Linked DNA regions of Macaca mulatta: region 1 is linked to region 2. A link is a contact called in public Hi-C data. All regions are on one chromosome and are shown on one strand. Each heading gives the region's core, a stretch centred on a gene start, on an enhancer-like site or on the middle of the called end of the contact. The rest is flanking DNA. Distances are from core to core; before and after follow the strand shown.

Region 1 (5,874 bases), core at 2,146-4,645, 180 kb before region 2:
TGTGCAAAATGAATAAAATCATAACAAAATCATGGAAAAATATCATGGTCCCAAAACGTAAGTGGTATCAGAATTGTGTTAAATCATGCACTGCTTACAAGAAAGTATATTACCTGCTAAAACTTAGAAACCTTCTAAACTATGCTATTTATAATAGGATTTAACCTATATTGGAAAATAAGACTGACAACAACAAAAAAGACTGACAAATCAATTCCAAGTGAGGCTTACAATTATGAGGCTTTATAGCAAAAGCAAAAGACAAGTTACATTTTTTCAAGATTAATGACTTTCCTCTCTCTATCCCAACACCCTGATCAGTGAAAATTATAGAATTTTAGGAGCAGAAGAAACCATAGAGGCTAAACTATGAAACAGATGGGCTCCAATTTCAGAGTAATATAAACTGCCACCAATCTATTCCACATTTTTTTGCATAATTACAAATCTAAGATGAGATTTTATGAATATTAATTTGTTCTATTTTTTGGCTGCTGAGCAGTCTGCTGCAAGTTAGAATTATGACTGATGAATATCATAATCTCTCTTTTATGACTTTCATTTACCAAAACTGGGTGAGCGAAGATTTTACCAACGCCAATAGTTCCTCTTTCCTGTTTTCAAGTCAGTTCAACCTACAGCTTTACTATTCTCCCATTCTATTCTTAGACCATATGCTAGTTTACTGTATTTGATTTCTATTATTTATTTATATATGTTAACTGTAGCCAAGCCTTATCTTCTCAAAGACTTAGGAGGTTTACCCTCCTAAAGTGCTCCCCTACCACGTCACTAACAGCAGTGTTTAGTAATTCCTTTGTCATCTGTCTCCCAACTCAAATATCACTTCTATCAGGATAGAGTTGGGTCGGGTGCCATGGCTTACGCCTGTAATCCCAGCACTCTGGGAGGCTGAGGTTGGTAGATCACCTGAGGTCAGGAGTTTGAGACCAGCCTAACCAACAGTGAAATTCCGTCTCTACTAAAAATACAAAATTAGCCAGGTGTGGTGGCACATGCCTGTAATCCCAGCTACTCGGGAGGCTGAGGCAGAAGAATCACTTGAACCCGGGAGGTGGAGGTTGCAGTGAGGCAAGATCAGGCCATTGCACTCCAGCCTGGGCGACAGAGCAAAACGCCGTCTCAAAAATATATAAATAAATATTAGGATGGAGTTGGTTCTGCCTTGTTGGACACTACAGTAAATAGCGTAAATAACAGTCTAAATAGCATAAATACTAGTCCAAATAAGTGTTATTACAATGAATGAATAATTTGGAGGGCAATGGCCTTATCATATGCTTCCTCTAGTAGCTAGGCAGGCAATACTTGAGAACACACCATAGTTTCTACCCAGCTCTGTGAAAACTCGAATGCACTTTACTGCTCGATTGAAATTAAGAACAGACAACATCACACTTGAAACACACAGAGAAAGTGATATAAAACAGTTTATTCAAAAGCAACACAAAGAATTACAGAAGGCCAGGCGAGGTGGCTCACGCCTGAAATCCTAGCACTTTGGGAAGGCCGAGGGAGGCGGGCGGACTGCCTGAGGTCGAGTTCCAGACCAGTCTGAGCAACATGGCGAAACCCCGACTCTACTAAAAATACAAAAAATTAGCTGGCTGTGGCGGTGCGTGCCTGTAATCCCTCCTACTCCGGAGGCTGAGGCGGAAGAATGGCTTGAACCCGGGAGGCGGAGGTTGCAGTGAGCCGAGATCGCACCACTGCACTCCAGCCTGGGCGACAGTGCGAGACTCTGTACCAACATAATAATAATAATAATAATTATTATTATTATTATTATTACAGATTATTTAGGATGAGTTTGCAGTATTCCATTACCATCACTGTGAATGATCTTCCAATAAACACTGCTAAATGACTTCACTGTCTGGTGACTGAGTTTTCCTCTGTTAGAGAACTTATATGAACGTACTAAACTCGTGAATGACTACTTTCCATAACCTTAACAATAATCCTGAAAGTTAAAAGGGAAAGCCTACAGGCAGTTTTAAAGACAACTCTTGAATAAAAACATAGAAGTAATTTTTCTCTTACTTGTGAAAGACCGGACAATTTTCCCTCCAACCTTCCCGCCTTTGCTGGTTGCATAGTAAAAATTAGAAGTAGGAAAATTTAGAATACTTCCATCTCCTTTGAGTCACGAACTTGGAAAGGAGACACAACTGCGGGGACAGACGCATGTGCTCTAATGAAAGCAGGAAGTCCGCTTCTTGAGCATGGGCCATTCACCCATCATCACAAATGGGAACACCGGCCTTAAGTCCATCCCCATTCCCTTCTAACCCTGAAGCCAAAGCCAGTCTCAGTAGGAAACGCGATTTTGCTAGATGAGTTAGAGAAGGAGCACCAGACAGCTCAGGACACCCTCCTCCTTCTACTTGGCCTGCGGCAGGAGGATACTCCCCGGGTTCCAGCCAGTGGAGAAGGCGGACCCGGCAGGCAACAGCGAAACAGCCTTGGCCGGGAAGGAGCGCGGCCAGTCCACGCGGCCGGAGAACTCACCGAACAAAGCGCACCGCGGAGCGGGAGGGGACACTCGGAAAGAGGGGGAAAGATTCAACCAGCTCTTCACCACTGCCTGGGGCTAGAGACAGGTGGAGCCGCCGTCCTCCTTAGAAGGAGAAGAAAGATAGGTGTTCGAGGGCTAATCTGAAACTCCTGCGCCAAAGCAACCGGAACCAGGACCCCGCCTGGGGAGCGCGCTGAGAAACAGGGGAGGCGAGCACTGAGGGAAGGGATGGATGGTCGGGGTCACAGGCGGCCTCTGTGGGGATGTCGGGGTCCCGCCTGAGCCGCGCAGAGGATGCCCGCGGCGCGTCTCCGGCAGCCCCGACTTGGGCCTCCCGGGCGCAGCCGCCGGCCCCCTCGCACCCGCGCCCCAGGCCGCCACACAAAGGGGACGGCGAGGCGCGCCGGCCGCCGGGAGGTGGAGGGGCGACGGGCCTGGGACTAGGTGGCCGAGCCGCGACGGCCGCCGCGCCCCCCGCCTTTGTCTGCCTCGCCCCGCGCCCTACCCCCGCCGAGGAGCCCCACCGCCGCGGCGCCCTCACCCTGCTCGTTACCCGGGTGAGTAGCGGTCTCATCTGCTCGCCGGCCCCATCAGCCTCCATGGCCGGCCGGCCAGCCCGTGACGGCCGCTACGGTATTGCCCCGCGCGGTCTGCCTGCTTCTGCCGCTGCTGCCGCCGCCGCCGAGCCCCCGGCGCGCGAGGAGAAACGTGGGTGCGTCCGTGCGCGAGGTGTGCGCGCGTGGGGAGAGCCGGGCGCCGGGCGCGGGAGACGCGGGGCGTGCGTGTGCGCGCTGCGACCGCTGGGCTGGCTCTCGCAGAAGAGCGAGGCCGCGGCGTGGAACCTGGAGCTAGAACTGAGCGAACCGAAGGACCGAGCGGGAAGGAGGAGAGTCGCGTAGGAGGAGGGGTTCGGGGGCGGAGCCGCAAACCGTGACGAGCGCGGCCCCCGGGCCAGGCAAGACACGCCCTCCGCCCCGCCTCCTAGGGTCACGCCCCCTGCCAGTCTGGCACCGCCAGCCTCCTCAGCGCGCCCGCGGGCCGCGCCGCTAGGCCACCCGGAGATGGGGCGGGAGGGACGCGGAAAGGATATTTGTCCCAGCCAATCGGCGGCTGGCGGACTTCCGCCCAACTCCCCCGTGCCACCTCCTCAGGACGCCCCGCCCCTCTTTGTATAAGCTTAATTGACCGAAGCTGAGCGTCTAACTAGTTTTTCAAGTCGGAAGCTCCCCTGACGTTCTCAATGGGGTGGGGGGTCACCACCTCCCTTGGCTCCTAACTACATTCTTTAGAGACTGCAGGGAAGGAGGACTCCACCTCTCTCAAGGACGCCCAGGATAACCTCCGAAGCAACTAACGGGTCTTCACGACTCCTGAAAGTTTCTTTTCTGTAAGTCCAGTAGGCACAAACCCCAACTCGGGGACCGTGAAAGATGGGGTACACTTGACCAGGTGTCCTCCTGTGCTTGCTCGCCCACTGAGCACCATGACAGCTGCCACTTTTTTTTTTTTTTTTTTTTTTTTGAGACGGAGCCTTGCACTGTCGCCCAGCCCAGGTTGGAGTGCAATGGCATGATCTCGGCTCACTGCAACCTCCGCTGCCTGGATTCAAGCTATTCTCCTGCCTCAGGCTCCTGAGTAGCTGGGACTACAGATGTGCGCCACCACCCCCAGCTACGTTTTGTATTTTTAGTAGAGACGGGGTTTCATCGTGTTGGCTAGGCTGGTCTGGAACTCCTGAGCTAAGGTGATCCACCCGCCTCGGCCTCCTGAAGTGCTGGGATTACAGGCGTGAGCCACCACACCCGGCCAGCTGCCACATTCTTGAGTCCACCCTGTAGGGCGTCTCTCAAATATCCCTTTTGTAACGGGACGATTCTAATACCTGCCACACAGGCTCATTGAAGGATTAAGGGGATTTCTATTCATAAAAGTGTCTGGCACATAGCATCCTGATAATTGTCATTATTGTTAACAGGTTTCTCTTGAGTGTTTCATAAAGATAGGGAGAGGTTTGGCCGGGCGCTTACGCCTGTAATCCCAGCAGTTTGGGAGGCCGAGGCTGGTGGATCACCCGAGATCAGGAGTTCGAGACCAGCCTGACCAACATGATGAAACTCCGTCTCTACTAAAAACACAAAAATTAGCCTGGCGTGGTGGCATGCGCCTGTAATCCCAGCTACTCAGGAGGCTGAGGCAGGAGAATCGCTTGAACCCAGGAGGCGGAGGTTGCAGTGAACTGAGATCACACCACTGCACTCCAGCCAGGGCGACAGAGCTAGACCCTGTCTCAAAAAAATAAAAAATAAAATAAAAAAAGATAAGGAGAGATTTAGTTGGAAAGAACTGAAGCCGTGCAATGGAAGGATATATAAATACATCAGCGGATCCGGAGCTCACATCCTATTCATCTCCACCAGGGTATTAGTACAGCTTTTTGTCAGCAATAGGTAGCTAGGTATGCTGGATGACTCATTCCTTGTTTGAGCCCTAGTCCCCTTTTGTCCTAAATTTCCCAGAGTTACTTCTAGTCCAGCACACATTGTTCACTTACTTGTACAAGAGCAGATGTGCCTCTATTAATAGCTACTATGTAAAGAGGCCTACAATTAGAGACTGTGACATTTGGCAAACATATTTCATCTCTAATCCTCACAATACTGCAAAATATCTGCCGTCCTCTTTTTCTTCAGTGAGGCGGCCGAGCTGCAGACGCAGAGATGCAGATCTTTGTGAAGACCCTTACGGGCAAGACCATCACTCTTGAGGTCAAGCCCAGTGACACCAATGAGGATGTCAAAGCCAAAATTCAAGACAAGGAGGGTATCCCACCTGACCAGCAGCATCTGATACTTGCCGGCAAACAGCTGGAGGATGGCCGAACTCTCTCAGACTACGACATCTGGGAAGAGTCCACCCTGCACCTGGTGCTGCGCCTGCGAGGTGGCATTATTGAGCCTTCCCTCCGCCAGCTCTTCCAGAAACGCAACTTTGACAAGATGATCTGCCGCAAGTGCTATGCTTGCCTGCACCCCCATGCTGTCAACTGCTGCAAGAAGTGTGACCACACCAACAACCTGCACCCCAGGAAGGTCAAGGCTCTTCCTTCCTCGAAGGGCAGCCTCTCTGGAGCCTCAATAAAGTGTCTCTTTCGTTGACTGGAGCAGCAAAAACAAACAAACAAAAATACTACAAAATATGTTATAGCTCCATTTTACAGATGAGGAAGCTGAAACTCACAGGAATAACTGATTTTAAGTTCTGGTGAGTGGAACTACTCTTACTATGGCACCATTCTTATTTATTTATTTTTGAGACGGAGTCTCACTCTGTTGCCC
Region 2 (5,669 bases), core at 2,711-5,210:
ACACATATATCGGAAAGAGTAAAACTGATGTGGGAATTGAAAATTAAATACGGAGGTGTGTGTTTTGGGAGGGGGTGGTAAATTCTAGTTTTTATATTAGCCCTCGTTAGGCAAATACGATTACTTTGATTGGACGTTATATTTAGCTTCGAGTTTCCTAAAATCTAAGGAAAAATAAAAATTTTTATAGACCAAATGATTTGCATTTTGTTATTAAATACAACATTAATATATAGTTTATTCTCAATCAACTTTTGTGGAATGCCAGGAAAATTGCTGCTCAATATAGAACCCTCAGCCAAGTGTCTTACTTTTCTACTTGCCTCTTTGTTTTTCAACTTTAACCTTAAGACATTTGGAAAATTAATAAAATTCAGGAATCTACTAATACTTGTGCCTTCCCATCATTCAAGTACTTAGCTTTAGTTTTTTTTTTTTTTTTTTTTTTTTTTTTTTTTTTTTTTGCTTTTTATCAAAGTCTTAATGGCTAGTTTCCTTTATTTTAACTTAAATAAACACTAAATCAAAAGCATTTTTCCTTGAGACTTCCAGAATGGTGAAATAAAAAGTCTCTCTCCAGCAAAACAACTTAACTTGTGAAAATAATTTTTAAACAATCATTTAACTTTGGGAGGCTGAAGTGAGAGGACTACTTGACCCAGAGTTCAAGACCAGCCTGGGTGACAAAGTGAGACCCCATCTCTACAAAAATTAAAATTAGCTGGGCCATGGTGGTGCACGCCTGTGGTCCCAGCTACTTGGGAGGCTGAGGCGGGAGGATCTCTTGAGCCTGGGAGGTAGAGGCTGCAGTGAGCTATGATTGTACCATTGCACTTCAGCCTGGGTGACAGAGCAAGATCCTATCTCAAAAATAACAGCAGCAACAACAACAACCATTTAAAGTCTCTGGAATTTGTCTCAAGAACATATAGCAAATGAAGATCACTCAAGAAAGTCAATTAGGAATCTCAGTAAGAGAGTGTCTGTGGCATTTCAGACATGGCCTGGCCTGCTAAGCTTCCCTGCAGTGCCATGTTACCAAAGCTCTACCCTGAAAGTGCTGCTCCTGGCAGGCACAAATAATGAGATGGGGGCTCCCTTGTCCCTCAGCTCCCATTCTGGGCTATGGTCTCACTCTAAGAGAGGTGGACTGCCAACATTTCTCAAATATATACATTTTCTTCTGTTAGTCTGCCTGCTGTAAATTCATTTGATAGTCTCAGTTATTTATTATTATATTATTCTTTTGAAACAGGGTCTTGCTCTGTCACTCAGGCTGGAGTGCAGTGGTACAATCATGGCTCACTGTGGTCCTGAGTTCATGAGTTCAAGTGATCCTCCTGCCACAGCTTACTGAGTAGCTGGGACAACAGGCATGTGCCACCATATCCAGTTATTTTTTTATTTTTATTTTTATTTTCATAGAGACAGGGCCTCACTATGTTCCCCTGGCTAGTCTTGAACTCTTGGGCTCAGATCTTCCTGCCTCAGCCTCTCAAACTGCTGGGATTACAGGCATGAGCCACTGTGTCTAGCCAGTCTGAACTATTGAACCCTCAGGGGAGAGAGGGAAAGTATTAAAAACTTTGAGAAGAATGAAAAGAAAAACAGAACAAAACATATGTTATGTAGCTAAAGCAGTGCTCCAAGATAAATTTATAGCTGCAAATGCCCATATTAACAAAGAAGAAAGATCACAAATCAATCACCTAAACCTCTACCTTAAGAAACTAGAAAAAAAGAGCAAACAGCCCAAAGCAAACAGAAAGAAATAATGATTAGAGGACAATAAGTGAAATAGGGAATAGAAAAACAGTAGAGAAAACCAACTGATGTGGTTTGGCTTTGTGTCCCCACCCAATCTCATCCTGAATTGTAAAACCCAGGTGTTGAGGAAGGAACTGGTGGGAGGTGATTGGATCATGGGAGCAGTTTCCCCCATGCTGTTCTAGTGATAGTGAGTGAGGGCCCATGAGATCTGATGATTTTATAAGTGTTTGGCCAGTTCCTCCTTTGCTTGCTTCTTCCTGCTGCTGCCTTGTGAAGCAGATGCTTGCTTCCCCTTTGCCTTCCGGCATGATTTTAAGTTTCTTGAGGCCTCCCCAGCCATGCAGAATGGTGAGTCAATTAAACCTCCTTTATTTATAAATTACCCAGTCTTGGGTAGTATCTTTATAGCAGTGTGAGAATGGACTAATACACCAACAAAGCCAGAAGTTGGTTCTTTGTAATGATCAACAAAATTGACAAATCTTCAGCTGGACTGACTAAGAAAAAAAAAGAAGACTCAAATTATTATTATTTATTATTATTATTATTATTATTATTTTTGAGACAGAGTCTCACACTATGTCCCCCTAGCTGGAATGCAGTGGCACGATCTTGGCTCACTGCAACCCCTGCCTCCTGGGTTCACGCCATTCTCCTGCCTCAGCCTCCTGAGTAGCTGGGACTACAGGCACCTGACACAACACCCAGCTAATTTTTTGTATTTTTAGTAGAGACAGGGTTTCCCTGTGTTAGCCAGAATGGTCTCCATCTCCTGACCTCGTGATCCGCTTGCCTCGGCCTCCCAAAGTGCTGGGATTACAGGCGTGAGCCACCGCACCTGGCAAAGACTCAAATTATTAAGATCAGGAATGAAGGGGTAGACATACCATCAACCTTACATGAATGACAAGGATTATCAGGACTCTAAGGGACTATTATGCCAACAAATTAGAAAAGATATGTGCAATGACTTTGTTTATAATGGAAAAAGATCAGAAGCCATCTCTATGTCCATAAATTGGGGACGGACTAGCTGCATATGTAAAAATATCAATAGACCTACATGACATACTGTTGAATTTTAAAAAGCAAGCTGTAGATAAATATGTTTAGTATGATATCATCTTTTTTTTTTTTTTTTTTGAGATGGAGTTTTTCTCTGTTGTTTAGGCTCGAGTGCAGTGGCACGATCTTGGCTCAGTGCAGCCTCCACCTCCCGGGTTTAAGCAATTCTCCTGTCTCAGTCTCCCAAATAGCTGGGACTACAGATGCCTACCACCACACCTGGCTAATTTTGTATTTTTAGTAGACACAAGGTTTCATCATGTTGGCCAGGCTGGTCTTGAACTCCTGGCCTCAAGTGATCCGCCCGCTTTGGCCTCCCAAAGTGCTGGGATTATAGGCGTGAGCCACTGCACCTGAACCAGTATGGTATCTTTTATGTAAATATACACTGAGTGATATTCTGAAGTTTCTATGGGTAGGCGTAGGTGTGTGTTTGTGTGTATGTGTGTGTATTTGCGCGCGCACACACGTATGGGGAAGGACGTGCACCAGAACTAATAACAGAGTTTACCAGAGAGAAGGTGGTGAAAAATCCAGGCTGGGAGTTAGGGGTGGGGGAGAAAGGAGGAAACTAGCTTTATTTATAATGGTTCATATTTTTTGAAGGAAAATATATTTATGTATAGTTTGTGAAATCTGAATTGCCTTTTAAGAAAATAATAGCTTAATAAATGGTGTCCAAAGTTTTGATTCATTTAGGAAATTACAAATTTGGTGGTGTTACATAGATATGGCCTTGGATAAAAATGAACATAGAAAACATTTTTTCTACATTTGCTTATACATATGAGTATATTTGCCACTGTCTGGTCTAAATGAAAAAGGGTTTAAAAACACTATTATACGAAAAATAAAGATTAAACACAAAAGATAAAAATAAATGCTAACAAACATAAAGCTCATTTGAACCCTGACATAGTTCTGAATCTATAAAATATCTATTACTTCATTAAAGGCTCAAATGTAATGTCTAGAGAAACAAATTGGCTTATAGTTTAAAATGACAGACCAGTGAATTTGCCTAGTTTCCTAGACCCTAATGATGCAGATGCTGAGTGTAGCTTTAGGCATTTTTCAACACCAAGCCTTCAGAATGAAAAAGTACGTGGCTCATTGCCAAATACGTTTGCCAAGTCCCAATTTGCAAGCACTATTCAGCTCATTTGCACTTCTATCTTGATCCTGAGTGTTGGTCTATTAAGAAATAATAAAATCATGACATTGTTCCTTGGGTAGAGAGAGCCATGACCTGGGTAAATCTCATCCCTGGGAACAAAAATATCCAGAAATGTCTTTAAACTTTCATTTTCTATTGAATTGAACACTTCCTATGGAAACCTCCTAGGTTCATCCCAAGAGGCAGGATTTCCTCATGGAGATAAGTCATGAATGCCAGAGTCTCATTCTTTCTCAACTATTTGGTCAAAAAAATCATAGCTATTAATAGTTAGAAGAAAATAGTTCAGAAAATAGAAGAAAACAGTTCAGCCCTAATTTCACTTTTCATTCTGAATGGGGAGGATTTGCTAGTGCTCACTTCCCTGAGTGCTTGAATTAATTATCCCAAGTGTCTCCTATCAGTAAATGTAGAATAGACTTCTACAGGCTGAGAGTTAGGGTCTACAATTAAGGATAAGTTATATGTTCAAGAACCTCTCGTATTAGTATAAAAGAATTATGAAACTCAGGAAAGGAGTTAATAGGAGCCATCATCAACAGATTGCTGAAGGAAGAGATGACAGTGAACCTCTGTTGTTTTTGTCTGCTCAGAATCCATTCCTTTCTTCTGGTGATGGGATCCTGAGTCCCTTTGCAGAACCATCCCTCTTCCACTCTCAGTTCACGAGGTTCAGGTTGGACTATTCTGACCACCTGGCTCTAGGAGTGGGCACATGACTCAGATTGGGCCATTAGAGAATTCCATACCTCAAGTTAAAGCAACAGATTCATAGATGAGATGGTCACTGGACCCACACCGAGCTAATGAGAATCCAGGAGGTTTCTGGCACTGCTGGGGAAAACGTGCTATGTCTTGTGTTGGTAGAACTTCATTCTGAAGCTCTGCATAGTCCTGTTTACAGAGACTGCCTACCAGAAAATAAAGCCAACACTGAGAAGAGCTAGGCCAAGGGAAGGTGACAGTATCCTGATGGCATTTTGTGAGACCTGAAGTTAGCATCATACCTTGAACTTCTCAGTTACATGGATCATTTTAATTTCCTCTGTAATTTGAATGAGTTTTTGGCCACTGACAACCAAAATAATTTTGACTGATCCACCAGTAATGCAGTGTATTTAGGTGTGAAGCAAGCCTTTCCAGAGGCTGCCCTTCTACTCTGCTTATCTAAGTCCTATTTTTTTTCAAAGACCAATTAAAATGTTGTGTTATCCTTGCAGCCTTTTAGAATCCCATCAGACCTTTGTGAATCCCTCCTCCTTTTAATTTCCCAAAGCATTTGTTTTCAATTGTCAATTATTATCTCTGCTCATTTTATTTTAAATATATTCACACATCCTCTCTCTCTGTATTGATTATAGTAAAATCCCAAGGTTAAGAACCACATGTAGCAATGCATTCCTTTATCTCAGTGCTTTCAGTAGATTACGGCTTCAGTAAATGTTTGCTGATACATTTTAAGAGCTGTAATATCTGTGATCCAGTTTTGTGTTCCATCTCAACTAACCCCAACACATGCCCAACATATACACTTACCCTCAACCAAACACATATACACCATGTATATAGACCCCTAAACATACACACATTCTGAAGTCACTAATGCAGGGTGAGCTCCTTTTTATGTATTGCCATAAAGACCTATTTGGTGGAGCAA

The links. A called contact is a pair of places that touch in the nucleus more often than the background predicts.
Region 1: a contact with region 2 is called in a Hi-C map of fetal cortex germinal zone, with 2.2 times the contacts expected there. The contact joins the promoter of SLC4A7 here to the enhancer-like site in region 2. A contact is called at or near these places in 4 of 14 Hi-C or Micro-C datasets (fetal cortex germinal zone, fetal cortical plate, fibroblasts and 1 more).

What each region holds. Positions count from the first base shown.
Region 1 is chr2:21,064,777-21,070,650 of T2T-MMU8v2.0, reverse strand. SLC4A7 (solute carrier family 4 member 7) reads right to left here and starts at 3,395. Exons shown (of 26, transcript XM_077994142.1): 1 at 3,093-3,395; 2 at 2,533-2,641. It also overlaps LOC704498.
Region 2 is chr2:20,882,027-20,887,695 of T2T-MMU8v2.0, reverse strand. No RefSeq gene overlaps it. Among named protein-coding and RNA genes, the nearest start is that of EOMES, 43 kb to the right of the region's middle. Within about 2 kb of position 3,960, at least 2 of the 40 cell types and tissues checked have an H3K27ac peak or open chromatin away from gene starts, as enhancers often do. A contact at or near this core is called in fetal cortex germinal zone, where this site is marked.